Regions from separate parts of the Mus musculus genome. Here regions 1, 2 and 3 are each linked to region 4. Evidence: chromatin contacts called from public Hi-C data. All regions are on one chromosome and are shown on one strand. The core of a region is the stretch at or near the end of the contact, and the rest is flanking DNA. Distances in the headings are between cores, read along the strand shown. Region 1 overlaps Snd1 (staphylococcal nuclease and tudor domain containing 1). Region 2 overlaps Snd1 (staphylococcal nuclease and tudor domain containing 1). Region 3 overlaps Snd1 (staphylococcal nuclease and tudor domain containing 1). Region 4 has its middle 65 kb from the start of Lrrc4.

Region 1 (2,958 bases), core at 443-2,942, 220 kb before region 4:
GAAATTTGGATCTCTGTGGGGTTTTTTATTCCCATGTAGACTTTGGAGGTAAACAGACATGAAGGTAAAAACCTCTATTTTACCTTTAGATGGCTGTATAATCTTGGGTCTCAGTTTATTGTCTGTAAGTTAGAGATATTAATGGTGCTATTATAAAACCACTCTTATAAATGCGGTAATGTGTTCAGCCCAGCACTCTCTCCGCTCAGCAGTCACTGGTGACCTAAGGGCATCTCTCCTCCCAGTCACCCCCTCACATTTCTAGCCAATCCCATTCCTCAGTTATTCCTGATTTACAGCAAATTTTCTTCCATATTTTATGTGCCATACTTTTCTTGTTTCTCACATTTACTTATGAGCCCAGCCACGGATCCTATTCCCTAACAAACAAATCAGCACATGTATTAGCATATTCCGTGAACTGAATGATCATTGGGAGGTAGAATGCTTCTTTGCCTACTATGTTTAGGTCCTGTGTTCAAGTCCTACACCACCTCCCTTAATATCTGCCTCCCAAAGACCACCAAACATGTCCTGTTGGATTATGGTCTAGATTTGACTCTCTGTTTGATAGTAAAGAACTTTGTTCACATAGACAGTAATGATTGCCAAGTTATTGCATAAATGTAGACAAGTGGACTGTGCTATTCTCAGCATTTCAGGAAACTTCACATACCATTGCAATTTAATGACGCCAGGAACCGTGCTGGCTACCTTCCCTTTGTGCACTAGGTGCCTGCCAGCTAAGAAGTGGCAAATGTGGAAGGCTATCAGTGTAACGCGCTGGGCAGACTGGCATTCTCTGTCTTGAAGTCTTTATAAATTTTTCTGCCTCCAGTGAAAATGAATTAGAATATGGAGAGATAAGAAATAGGGAGAGATTTAGTGTAAACATGACTGGCTCAGACATAAAGGTAGAAGCTGAGAGCAGTGACAATAGTGGAGAAGTTTGAGCCTACCTTTTCAGGGCTTTTCAGTGGATTTTCTTTAGAGCCTTTGGCCTCCTGATGTATCTGCTTACAAATAAATAGAGAATCAGCAGGCAGTTGCTCTAATTTGTGCTTCCTTTGTGTTGAAATTGTGATTTATCAACTCTCAGTGTCAAGTCAGTAGCAAGGGGAGCATGTATCAGTTCTCCTGCCATCCTCCTCCTCCTTAAAAACAAGTTTCTTTTTTAACCAAGAAGTAACTGTGCTGCGCCCTACCCTGACACTGTTCAAACCTTCCTTCTCTGAAATATTTGTGTTGTCATGTGTCATTTAGCACAATCTGCAGCTTTGGAAACATCGGATCAAGAGAAGGTTAGCCAGAGTCTCCTTAGTGGCTTATTCTACTTCAAAGCATGGAGCCAAGTCACTTCTCTCTCAAAGGAAAGGAAGGACGGAATGGGGTGTTTGAAAACCCCTTAACCTTTTGTTGGGCTCGGTTGTGGTTCACACTAGAAAGACAACTCATTAAGTAAAACAGAAAATTCTGTTCTTCAATTCTTAGGAAAACCCTTGGCCTGATTCCCCACCCATATTTTCATTTCCGAGTATAGTTCAGTTTCCCTGGCTCTTATTTCTATAACTCTTAATTATAGACCTTCTAGACTCTGTATAGAAGTAAAAGTTTACAGAAGCTGCCACCCTTTAGGCCTCAATAAAAGGTAGACCTTGGAATTGGTCCAGGTGCTAATAAATTCTGGAGAGCAAAAGCATACTCCGCCTTTGCTTGTGCCAGCTGACTGGGCTGTGACCATGAACTGTAATGGGGCAAGGTGGAAAGTCTGCCTTTTTTCTAGCATCTAAACAAGACAAAAACTTAATTTAAGTTTTCTCCCTGAGAATCAATGTGTGCCAAAACAATTTTGTTCTATCTTATCAAAAATGATTGAGTTCAGTAGTGCTTGGTGCTCCTGACAGCCTTCCAGAATCCAGATTGTCATTACAGTCCTTTGCTGTGACAGAAGCAGTGTTTGCACACGCCATCAGGAATGTGAGAGGGGCTGGGACTGTCCCATCCCTACTTTGGACATCACAGGGTCTGCCTGGTTCCAGTTTCTTCATCAGAGTTGATCATTCCAGATGCCATTGTGTAATTTTCCATCTTGGGGTATGTGTTTGTGTGGGTGGGTGGTTTTGTTTGTTTTTAAGTGGTGTTTAATGTCAGGCTAATAATAAACTGGATACGTAGGCCTGGTTTTGTCACAGCGGCCATGAGTTATTTGTCGCTGTTCTTTAGAGAGGCTGAGAACTAGCCTCCCTTACTTCCAAATGATGTGTACACATGGGGGGGGGGGGTGCTCTTGTCACTGTAGCTGCCTAGGAACTGCAGTATGGCAGCTGGCGAGTTCTGTTGTAAAGAAGTAAAAGATGAGGGATCTTCTCCCTTGTTGCTATACAACTGATTCTCTACTTCCTTGCAACCTGCATCCGGAGTGCATCACTATTTCTGAAGCAATTAATGGCATTTAGTCTGTTCCCTACCTATACGTCTTTCTCAAGATCAGGTGTACTAGCAACTCTATGATTCTTCAGGGAGGTGGGGCTTAAACTATGCTCAGTCATTCTTGGCCTTTCATCTTTTTAGAACTTGAGTATATTTTTAAAAAAGATTCTGACTACTGTTTTTCACAAAGCTTATTTTGAATCCCGTGAGATACTTGGAAAAAAACAATAGACCATGCCCCCAATTAAAAATAAGTGCTAAGGCTTGGAGTTTTAGAAATAGTGGTTTTATGCCTATGGGTTCTTGCTTTGTAGCTCTGGAGCAGAGCTGGCATTAAGTCTTTACTTGGTGATTTCAGTGACAGAGGACGCCTGTAGATGAAACAGAAGGCTCCCAAACCAGCATTTTCCTGTCCTCACAGATCAGGCCCCAGCAGAGTTGTAGGTAGCAAGGGAAATGGAAACCCTTACAGATGTTCATTCTATCACTCCTCATGTGTAAGAACAGCCTTTTATGGATCTGGTAATT
Region 2 (2,902 bases), core at 112-2,611, 160 kb before region 4:
ATCACTCCTCCTCAAACTCTTTTACCATTGCCTTATCTCTCTCTTGATGTTAAATGTGTTCATCCTGGGCTTTTTCCCCCATGCATTTCTCATGTAAAATCAATGAATGAACAATTAAACTGTATGTATTTGGTAAGAGCTTTTTAAGTGCCAGATACAGTGCTGGATATTGAGGATTGGACCAGACCAATGTATTCTTTATGGATCTACATAGTTAGTTATATAATTATTGTGAGGATTGGAGCAGAGTCCCAGGAGTATATACTAATGACCACAATTTGTTCACGATGGCCTGACAGGGAGAAATGGCTGGAGCTCGAGTTGTGCCATGGAGGCAGCAAGACAAGTGGATCTAGATCAGGAAAGGGATGAAGAGAACTGGGTAGGAGATGAGGGGACAGGGTGGAAGACTTAAGCGAGGAACTGCCATGCATGAACAGTATTGACAAGGTCACAAAGAACTCTCTGTGGAAGTATATTTGTTTCATATACGATAGACTTCCACAGAGTAGATTTTAGAATGAAATTAGGAATTTCTGAACATGTTAATAGTAAGCATGCATGAACCATTCTGTGGTTTCTAAGCCAGTGGTTTGAAAGCTGTTGGATGCATAGATATCCATGTGCATAATTGCCTCAAATCCTTTTTAAATTAAATTTTATTGTACCATTATTATGATGCACGTATGATAAGCATGAGTGTAAATGGGTGCTACATAAATGTAGAAGTCAACGGACAACATTTTGGAGTTACTTCTCTCCTATAATAGATTCTGGGAATTAAATTACCCACTAAGTCATCACATCATTTCCATATATGTGTAAGAAATATCTATTTTTATTTGAGTCAGGGTCTCAAATATGTAGCCCTGTTTGGCCTGGAACATGCTGGCCTGGAATTACAGAATTCTGCCTGCCTGCCTCTGCCTCCAAAGCTCTAGGATTAAAGATATGCAATATCATAATTTTATTTAAATTAATTTTTAAATTGTAATGTATCTGAGATATCTGTGTATGTATAGGTGCACACCCAGCATAGCCTACATGGGGTGGTCAGAGGGCCTGGTCCAGGAGTTGGAGCTCTCTTTCCATGAATTCCAAGAATCTTGCTCAATAGAGACAAACATCTCTGCCCTCAAACCATCCTACAAGTTCCACAGAGCACATGAAGAGGAATCCCTAGGCCTTGGCCTTTTTTCTCAAATATAAAGGTCATATAGCAGTATGAGGGACTTGCTGGCAAAGGAAATTGAAAAGCCTGTTGCCCAAGATTGCCAATGTTTAAAAAGTCTCACTACACAAACTCTGCTGTTTCACTGTTACTTGAGATAAAGATCTAAGAATTGCTCAACAGGTAGTTTGGCACCATGTTCTTAGTTTGTGTAGGGTAGCAGAAGCAGGGTAGTCGGGGTGGGGGTTGGGGAGGTGGAGGTGGTGGTGGCAGAAGTTAGACTCAACCCACCTGGATTAGCAGAAGAGCTACTATACTTTCCAGCAGTGTGCACATGTGATAATGGGACCTGCATAGTGCCTGAAAACTCCGAGAGCGCCTACAAGTGTAAATGCCCCAATGGAGGGAGAGAACAATGGAAGTGAGATTAGAGCTCCTTAGTTGAACACACCAATTGTGACCTCACCAAAATGCATTTCAGTTGCATCACTCTGTCACTGAGGATTTCACTCATAGCAGATCATCAATGTAGTCCACATGTAGTTTACTTAAACTGAAAGCTACCGGGTGAGGCTAGGAGTGAGTGCTACATAACAGCTTCAGAAGAGTGTGTAACCTCCAGTACAAACGATCTACAGCAAACTACCATAAAGATGGTTTTTCTGTAGGGGTTGCTCTCTGCTTTGTAAGCTTCTTATCAATTGTTCCCACTGTGTAGAATCCTGGGTACACTTTATTAATCTGTTGCTGAGCATGGCTTTGAGGCATTTTTACAGCGTACTGCTGCCTTACTAAGAACACATTTTATTTTAACTTCTCAAACCAGTCTGATATGTGAGCTTTGTTTATTTTGTACCTTTCTGACTTTGAACCATAATTATCTATGTAAAGTCTTCCTTTCTTTGAAGAAGGACTCCTAAGTTTGTTGTCTGTACTGGGAAGCACTCTGCGTACAGCCCTTTGATTGAGTCAGAACAAATTTCATATCAGCTCCCAGTGATGTTTTCCACATCATTTACAGACTAGTCAACATCAAAAGTATTTGTCTCAAAAGATAACAAATTTATTGCAGAGGGCTCCAGAGCTAGAGGGATGGTTATCTGACCTAACTGATTTGTAAGTTTATTTGTAAGTAGAATTAGTCTTGAATGTTAATAATAAATAAGAAAACCTCTTTTCCTTCCATAGAAAAACTTTGTTTTTAACTAAGTCTACTATAAGTAGGTGACAGAAGGAAGTAAAAATCACCTGTGCCTCTGCGCTGGGAAGAGATTAGTTAAGCAGAGGCGCCGTCCCCGCTTCTTTTCCCTTTTGATAAAGTTCTTTTCCGAGACTGGATGTCGCTGCTTGAAGGAGTCTGCTCTTTCCTTCCACCTTGTGGGCCCCAGGGGTTGAAGTCAGACATTCGTGCGGTATCCACTGAGTCACCTCACCAGCTTTTATTTGTTTTCTTAATGATAGCTGTTCTGACTGGCGTGAGATCTGGACTCTTGATGCAGAGTTAGTTTGCATTTACCTGATAGGAACATTTATCAGTTTTTTTTGTGTGTTTAAAGGCCATTTCTTTTTTATATTTTGACCACTGTTTGAAGGACTCCAATTGCTCAGAAAATAAAACCGAGAGTTAATAAAATGAAGTTATAAATTTCTGCTTACCAGTGGAAATAACTGAGTGGCCAGATTGATATTAAAATGGGAGGAAATCTTGACTAACCCTCCTACAGGATTAAT
Region 3 (2,787 bases), core at 261-2,760, 130 kb before region 4:
CAGGCATGTATCACAGTTCTTTGAAGATAGCCATTTTCTTTCAACAGGAAATAGAAAAACAGGGTCTAGAGAGAGATAGCTCACCAATAAAGGCTAAGCTCTAAACCAACCAAAAAGAAAATAAGAAGCAAAAAATTTCTTACCTGCTGATTCATTGCTTGACCGCTTTGGTCTTGGTGTCTTGTTTTGCATCAGGGTCTTACTGTGAAACCCTGACTGTGGTTTTAGGTATATAGACCAGGCTGGTCTCAAACTCAGAGGCAGTCTACCTGCCTCTGCCTATCCAAGACCAAGACCAAAGCCTTGTTTTCTGTTGGTTATCCTTTCCTGAGTATTTTGGTTCTGAAGTTGTATTTGTGGCACTGACATGAATTTCTAAGTCTCCAGAGACTGTTGTACCTGCAGGAGTGAAGACTAAACATAAAAATCGTCACTGACTTCCAGAGAGCACACAGCAGCCACTCAGGGTGCAAATTGATGGAACCAGCTTGGGAACAGGAGCAAGCAAACTTGTGTGAAACTATCAGCTTTAGGCAGACAATTAAGAACTCTTAGCTCTCTTGTAGTTTTCTTGCCCCATGGCCTTAACTGCCTCCAGAGATCCCTAAACAGATCTGTCAGCCATGGAGGAAAGCAGCTATGTTACATTTTATGGATGTTTGTGTAGCTTTCTGTGCTAGTAACTCATTTTTGACATGACAGCTTACAAAGATGTAGATTTGTTTTCTGAAGTTGCTTATCAAAATTGAAAGTGTCAGATACCCGATATTTTGAGGCCAGTAATTAGCTGGGACATTTTTACTTATGTAGATGCCTGTAAAACATCTTTTCTGTATTAACAGCCTCTTGACTGTTTTCCCAAGGCTGGGTGTCTGTAGCATGCTTTAAGAAAAGCAAACTATTGGTAGAGAAGGATGTCACTGGAGAAAGGAGTTGGCTGCCTGCCTGACAACCAAGGTGTGCGAGTGGGAGCAGAGGCCCTGTGCTGGAGGCCTTTCCTCCCCTGACTGCACTCAGGCTCCTACTTCTCCTCCAGATCTTCTAGTTTAAGGCATATTTCTTCTTTATTTCTTCTTGCTTTTATTTACCCCTATTCCCCCCCCCCCCACACACACACACACACCCAGTTGAAAAGAGAGATAGTAGGAAGTGACTTTGAGGAGGTTCTAGGAATCAGAATCATGGCCCTGTGCATACTTGGCACTTCCTCTACACTGAGTACCTCAGCCTCAGTCAGTGGACATCTTTGTATGTGTGCTGAGCCCTTCATCTCACTTAACTCACACTGCGCCCTTAGTTGATTGATTGTCAGAATATTAATTGAGCAGTAAGAAGAAAAGTCCAATGGAACGTGCTTCTGATGAACCCCTGTCCCATCCACAGGTTCTCTTTCCTTGAGTTGGAAGCTATTAGAAAACAACTCGTATGAAGTTTCATTTCTTCAGCAACTGCTTATCTAATTTGGCAGTGATCATTTCCTCCTCTGTTCTCTCCTGCTGCTGCTCCAGGCTCAGCCTTTTCAGTGTTACCCGCTGCCACCAGGGGGGGAGGAGGGGCAGACACAGATTTAATTTTATCAGTCAATGATTATGAAGCAATTTATAAGTTTGGAATAGGCAACATTAGGTTCAGGAACAGTATTAGCTTTGCCTGGAGTTGTAGCTGAGTAGCAGAGCAACTGCTTGGCTTTTTAAGTCAACTCTCCTATAAGTGCTCTATAGACCAAAATGGACTAGCCAAATAATGCATACTGGAAGATACTTGAGGTGGTGGGACAAGTATTCCAGTAGCAAGACCTAGTAGAGACCCACCTTTCCTTCTCCTTGGTATTTATTGACTATACACCATCCTGGAGACCACACTACACAAGACAGCACCTACAGTAAGTTAACAGTGGGACTGTCTATAGAGGTAGACACTGAAGACCTTAGCTGTTGATAGACAAACCTCTCCAGAATGCTGAGTGTAAACTTCCTGATGCAGAAGCCTTTGAAATACCTACTTAGGTAAGATGGTGCCTCCCTCCCATTCCTATCTGATTATGTTTCTCTGGTTAAACATGGAGCTGCAGGTCTCTGAAGCAGGATTAACAGAGACTTGGGCAAAGCCATCTGCTCCTTTTCTTTCTTAGGTCCTCATCCTTGAATGTTGTGGCCAGGTCTCTCTCCCTGTAGAATCTCAGACTTCTTCCACATGACCACTCTCCAAGAGTTTTGAATTTGTGTTGGCAGAAGTTAGGACCTGGAGAGTAATATTTCTTGTGGATTAATTGTCTGTAATTATATTGTAAAATAATATGCATGATTGATACTTAATATATATCCATCTCCAGGGAGGTGAAGAGCTTCATTGATCTGAAGAGATGAGCCAGTTGATTTCTTAGGAGCAGAGCTTGGTACTGTCCTGATCATAAAGGCAAAGAGTAGGCAAAGGTGTACAAACAAACTGGATTGTTAAGGATGCTGTACCAAGAAGTCTTCCACTGGACAGACCTCAGGAAGTTGCCGGTCTCTAGGATGTTCAGGGCAGCAGGTGGCAACTGGCACACATCCTCTTGTTTCAACAACACTGATTGAGAATGCATCTCCCTAGACTACACAGGGGCATGCTGATGGAGACACTCCTTGCCCTCTTGCCAAACCCACTGGGACCTGTTTGAAGGTCACTGGCTCAAGAGCAGACTCTGGCAGTTCTGTAACGTCCCCTCCCCTCCCTACTGCTGCGTGTAGCCTCTCAGTGTGGGTGGTGTCCACAGAAGGAGGATGCCTTATTTATTTTGGGTCCATG
Region 4 (2,832 bases), core at 2-2,501:
GGTGAGACATTTGTAAGGCCCTTTGCATAGGAACCAGTGTGATCCAGAACTGAGAAAAACAGTGCAGCCTCCCTTATCCCCAAGTGACCAGTCCCTGGCTTCCTACCCCGGGGGAGGGGGTGGTGAAGCAGCCCTGAACGATCCAGTATGAGGAACTAGTGATGTCATGAAATCTAAACTCATGGGAGCACTGTGTGCCCAAAGCCAGATGGGATCCAGAGTGTTAGGAAAGGAGGTCCCGGGGTGATTTGGCTGAGCCACTAGGACTCTTGGCTGATCTGGAACTACAGAGGTAAGTCAGTCCCTCAACACTGAACATTTGTCCCATGCCAAACACAGTTTAGGTGCTGAAGGAACAGCGGCAAAAGAGACCCTGACCAGTCAGAACCTGCCCATGGACATCGTTCTTGGGACCTAAAATCTGAACCCAGCAGGCATAGGGGTAGGTTACTATTGGGCTGGTGTGTCCTGAGCTGCTTTTCTGATGATAGCCCTGATTATCTGGATCTGATGAGGCCTCACCGATGCATGGGTCCCTCCCAAGAAAGCCCTGCCTCAGACAGCATGGGAATTCAGTGCACATGGGAGCACACACGAAGGCCTCATTGGCTATGAAAGGATCTTGTTTCCAAGGCCAAGGATAAGGACAGCAAATAAAGGGGACCCACATGACCATCCCCCTTCCCCACACTCTGGATGGACACCAATAATTGATGCTGGCTCTCTTTCTGGCATGGCCTTACAGCTGTGTAAAGGGTGCCTACCAGGCACAAACAGAGGTACCATGCCAGGCAGAAATGTTGACACCCGTGTAAGGCACTTTTTGCCCTTCTGTGTTCATTGCCCAAAGCTCTGGGGCCTGAGAGACACCACAGTGAATGAGAGTTAGAAGTATTGCCCTTTATCAGGACAACAGACATGGGGAGGTCAGTACCTGGGTGAGGGTATATACGGGGTATGAGAAGAGATTAGGTGTGAATATAGAAAGCTACATGGAGGCCTGTATTGAACTGCATATGTGAGTTTGACCTATAGAGGTCTGTGTGCAAAGGTGAGCCTGGCTGCACTCACTATTCAGCCTTGAACAGCTGGGGAAAGGCTGTTTATGAGGCCCTCCCTGGGTGCAGCCGTGCACAGACACAATAGGCAGCTTGGTGGAAGTGGGAGCCATGGGCATCCCTGGGCTCTAGCCTGACTGCCTTGTCTCCTGTGCACTGATCTGTGGAGGGCAGCTCCCAGGAGGGAGTCCCGAGGCAAAGATCACAAACAGTGCCATGTCTGATCAATTGATAGTTGTTCCCTGGGGTTCTGTGAGAAAGGACTGGAAGGTCATGCCACAAAGTCAGCTGTCATCAATTATTGATGTCCACCCAGAGTGTGGGAAAGGGACGGTCATGTGGGTCCCATATATTTGCTGTCCTTGGCTTTGTGTATTCATGGGCAGAAGGTTCAGGATTCTGTCAAAAATATCGTTTCCTGGGCAGAGAAGACTCGGTGGGTAAGGGCATTTACCCTCAAGCTGGACCACCTAAGTTCAGTCCCCAGAATCCACATGGCATAAGGCAGACGGACTCTCTGACTCCATACAAATGCTGTGGCTACCCATATACGTAGACAGAAAGAAATGTAATGGCGATTTTTATTTTAAAGACTAGAAACCACACAGCATCCTGAAAGCAGACAGGGGCTTATGAAACAGGGCTGGGAACCTCAAAGCAGTGCTGCCCGGTCCAGGGAGCCCTTACCCTGCCTGGCACTGCTGTCATGTTGCATTTGCCAGGAATGGATCAGTAAACATGGGCTAAGGCCCTCTGCTGTACTGGGCACAGACCCACAGCTGAGTCCATCATGGCTTCTCCCCTATTCGGTAGATGTCATTCGTAGGCTATCAATAATCCACAAGATATTTTCTTGGGGAAGATTCTAAGGACAAGGATAGGAAGTTCCCTAGAAACAAAAACAGTGAAGGTCCTGAACAGAGAGGTGACTGAGTTCGAGCATCAGGCATTAATTGAAGACCCTCACTTCCATTTTGTCTGGTGGGAGCAGGCCGTTCCAGTCAGCAGACACTAGAACAGCTTCCTACACTGGATCAGCCTGTGAGTCATTGCGGGGAGGGGACTTGTTAAAATATAGGCTCTGATCCAGAAAGGATGCTGCAAGGCTAACGGATTCCCCCATTTTTAGTTTTTTTTTGGGGGGGGGGGAGAGTGCTTTGTTTTAAAATATGGTCTTATTGTGTAACCCTGGCTAGCCTGGAGCTGGCAGTGTAAACCAGGCTGACCTCAAATTCGCAGAGACCCACCTCTGCCTCCGGAGGGCTGGGATGAAGGACCTGCCATGTTTCTAACAAATTCAGAGGGTGCTTGGAGCCCCAGGCTCACCATAGGAGGAGTTGTTGCCTTCCTCCCAACAGATCAGAAACTAAGAGCAGGGCGGGGTGTGGGGAGGGATTAAGTAGGGAGTCTGGGGAGTCAGACAAGACCTGAGTTTGGAGGCTGAGAGCAAAGGAAACTCCCTACATGGAGCCAGAAATCTCGGTGCAAGGACCAGACCCTGGCCTGGCTTTCCAAGATAACCTCACCTAGGAAAGGACCCGGCTGCTTAGGAACCGGGGACAGCACAGTGGTGGGTGGCAGAGCTACATTCTAGTGTAAGCTCAATGGATTACAAACCTTCAGATGTCTGTGACTGCAGTTCCAGCTAGTCTCTGTGCCCGGCACTGAACTAAAACACTTAACAGCCGCTCCTACAAGGGAAGACGTTTTGCCCAATTTAACAAATATTCTACAAGATGATCCACCTTTTGTGTCCATCAGCAAGTATTAAGCA

What was found. A called contact is a pair of places that touch in the nucleus more often than the background predicts.
Region 1: a Hi-C map of liver shows a contact between it and region 4, with 2.1 times the contacts expected there. The contact joins two enhancer-like sites. A contact is called at or near these places in 3 of 484 Hi-C or Micro-C datasets (group 2 innate lymphoid cells, liver and myocytes), 1 of 115 datasets of contacts at active chromatin or transcription factors (large pre-B cells) and 1 of 9 other capture datasets (embryonic stem cells).
Region 2: a contact with region 4 is called in a Hi-C map of liver, with 2.5 times the contacts expected there. The contact joins two enhancer-like sites. A contact is called at or near these places in 1 of 484 Hi-C or Micro-C datasets (liver), 1 of 115 datasets of contacts at active chromatin or transcription factors (embryonic stem cells) and 1 of 9 other capture datasets (embryonic stem cells).
Region 3: a contact with region 4 is called in a Hi-C map of liver, with 1.9 times the contacts expected there. The contact joins two enhancer-like sites. A contact is called at or near these places in 3 of 484 Hi-C or Micro-C datasets (bone marrow-derived macrophages, liver and uterus), 2 of 115 datasets of contacts at active chromatin or transcription factors (both in embryonic stem cells) and 3 of 9 other capture datasets (adipose tissue, liver and pancreatic islet).

The regions. Positions count from the first base shown.
Region 1 is chr6:28,680,034-28,682,991 of GRCm38.p6, forward strand. The region is part of intron 12 of Snd1 (staphylococcal nuclease and tudor domain containing 1); the gene reads left to right. Among named protein-coding and RNA genes, the nearest start is that of Lrrc4, 150 kb to the right of the region's middle. Within about 2 kb of position 1,693, at least 27 of the 459 cell types and tissues checked have an H3K27ac peak or open chromatin away from gene starts, as enhancers often do. A contact at or near this core is called in liver, where this site is marked.
Region 2 is chr6:28,732,765-28,735,666 of GRCm38.p6, forward strand. The region is part of intron 14 of Snd1 (staphylococcal nuclease and tudor domain containing 1); the gene reads left to right. Among named protein-coding and RNA genes, the nearest start is that of Lrrc4, 98 kb to the right of the region's middle. Within about 2 kb of position 1,362, at least 7 of the 459 cell types and tissues checked have an H3K27ac peak or open chromatin away from gene starts, as enhancers often do. A contact at or near this core is called in liver, where this site is marked.
Region 3 is chr6:28,765,316-28,768,102 of GRCm38.p6, forward strand. All of the region lies in intron 15 of Snd1 (staphylococcal nuclease and tudor domain containing 1), which reads left to right. Among named protein-coding and RNA genes, the nearest start is that of Lrrc4, 65 kb to the right of the region's middle. Within about 2 kb of position 1,511, at least 5 of the 459 cell types and tissues checked have an H3K27ac peak or open chromatin away from gene starts, as enhancers often do. A contact at or near this core is called in liver, where this site is marked.
Region 4 is chr6:28,895,755-28,898,586 of GRCm38.p6, forward strand. It overlaps a transcript of Snd1 not described here. Among named protein-coding and RNA genes, the nearest start is that of Lrrc4, 65 kb to the left of the region's middle. Within about 2 kb of position 1,252, at least 16 of the 459 cell types and tissues checked have an H3K27ac peak or open chromatin away from gene starts, as enhancers often do. A contact at or near this core is called in liver, where this site is marked.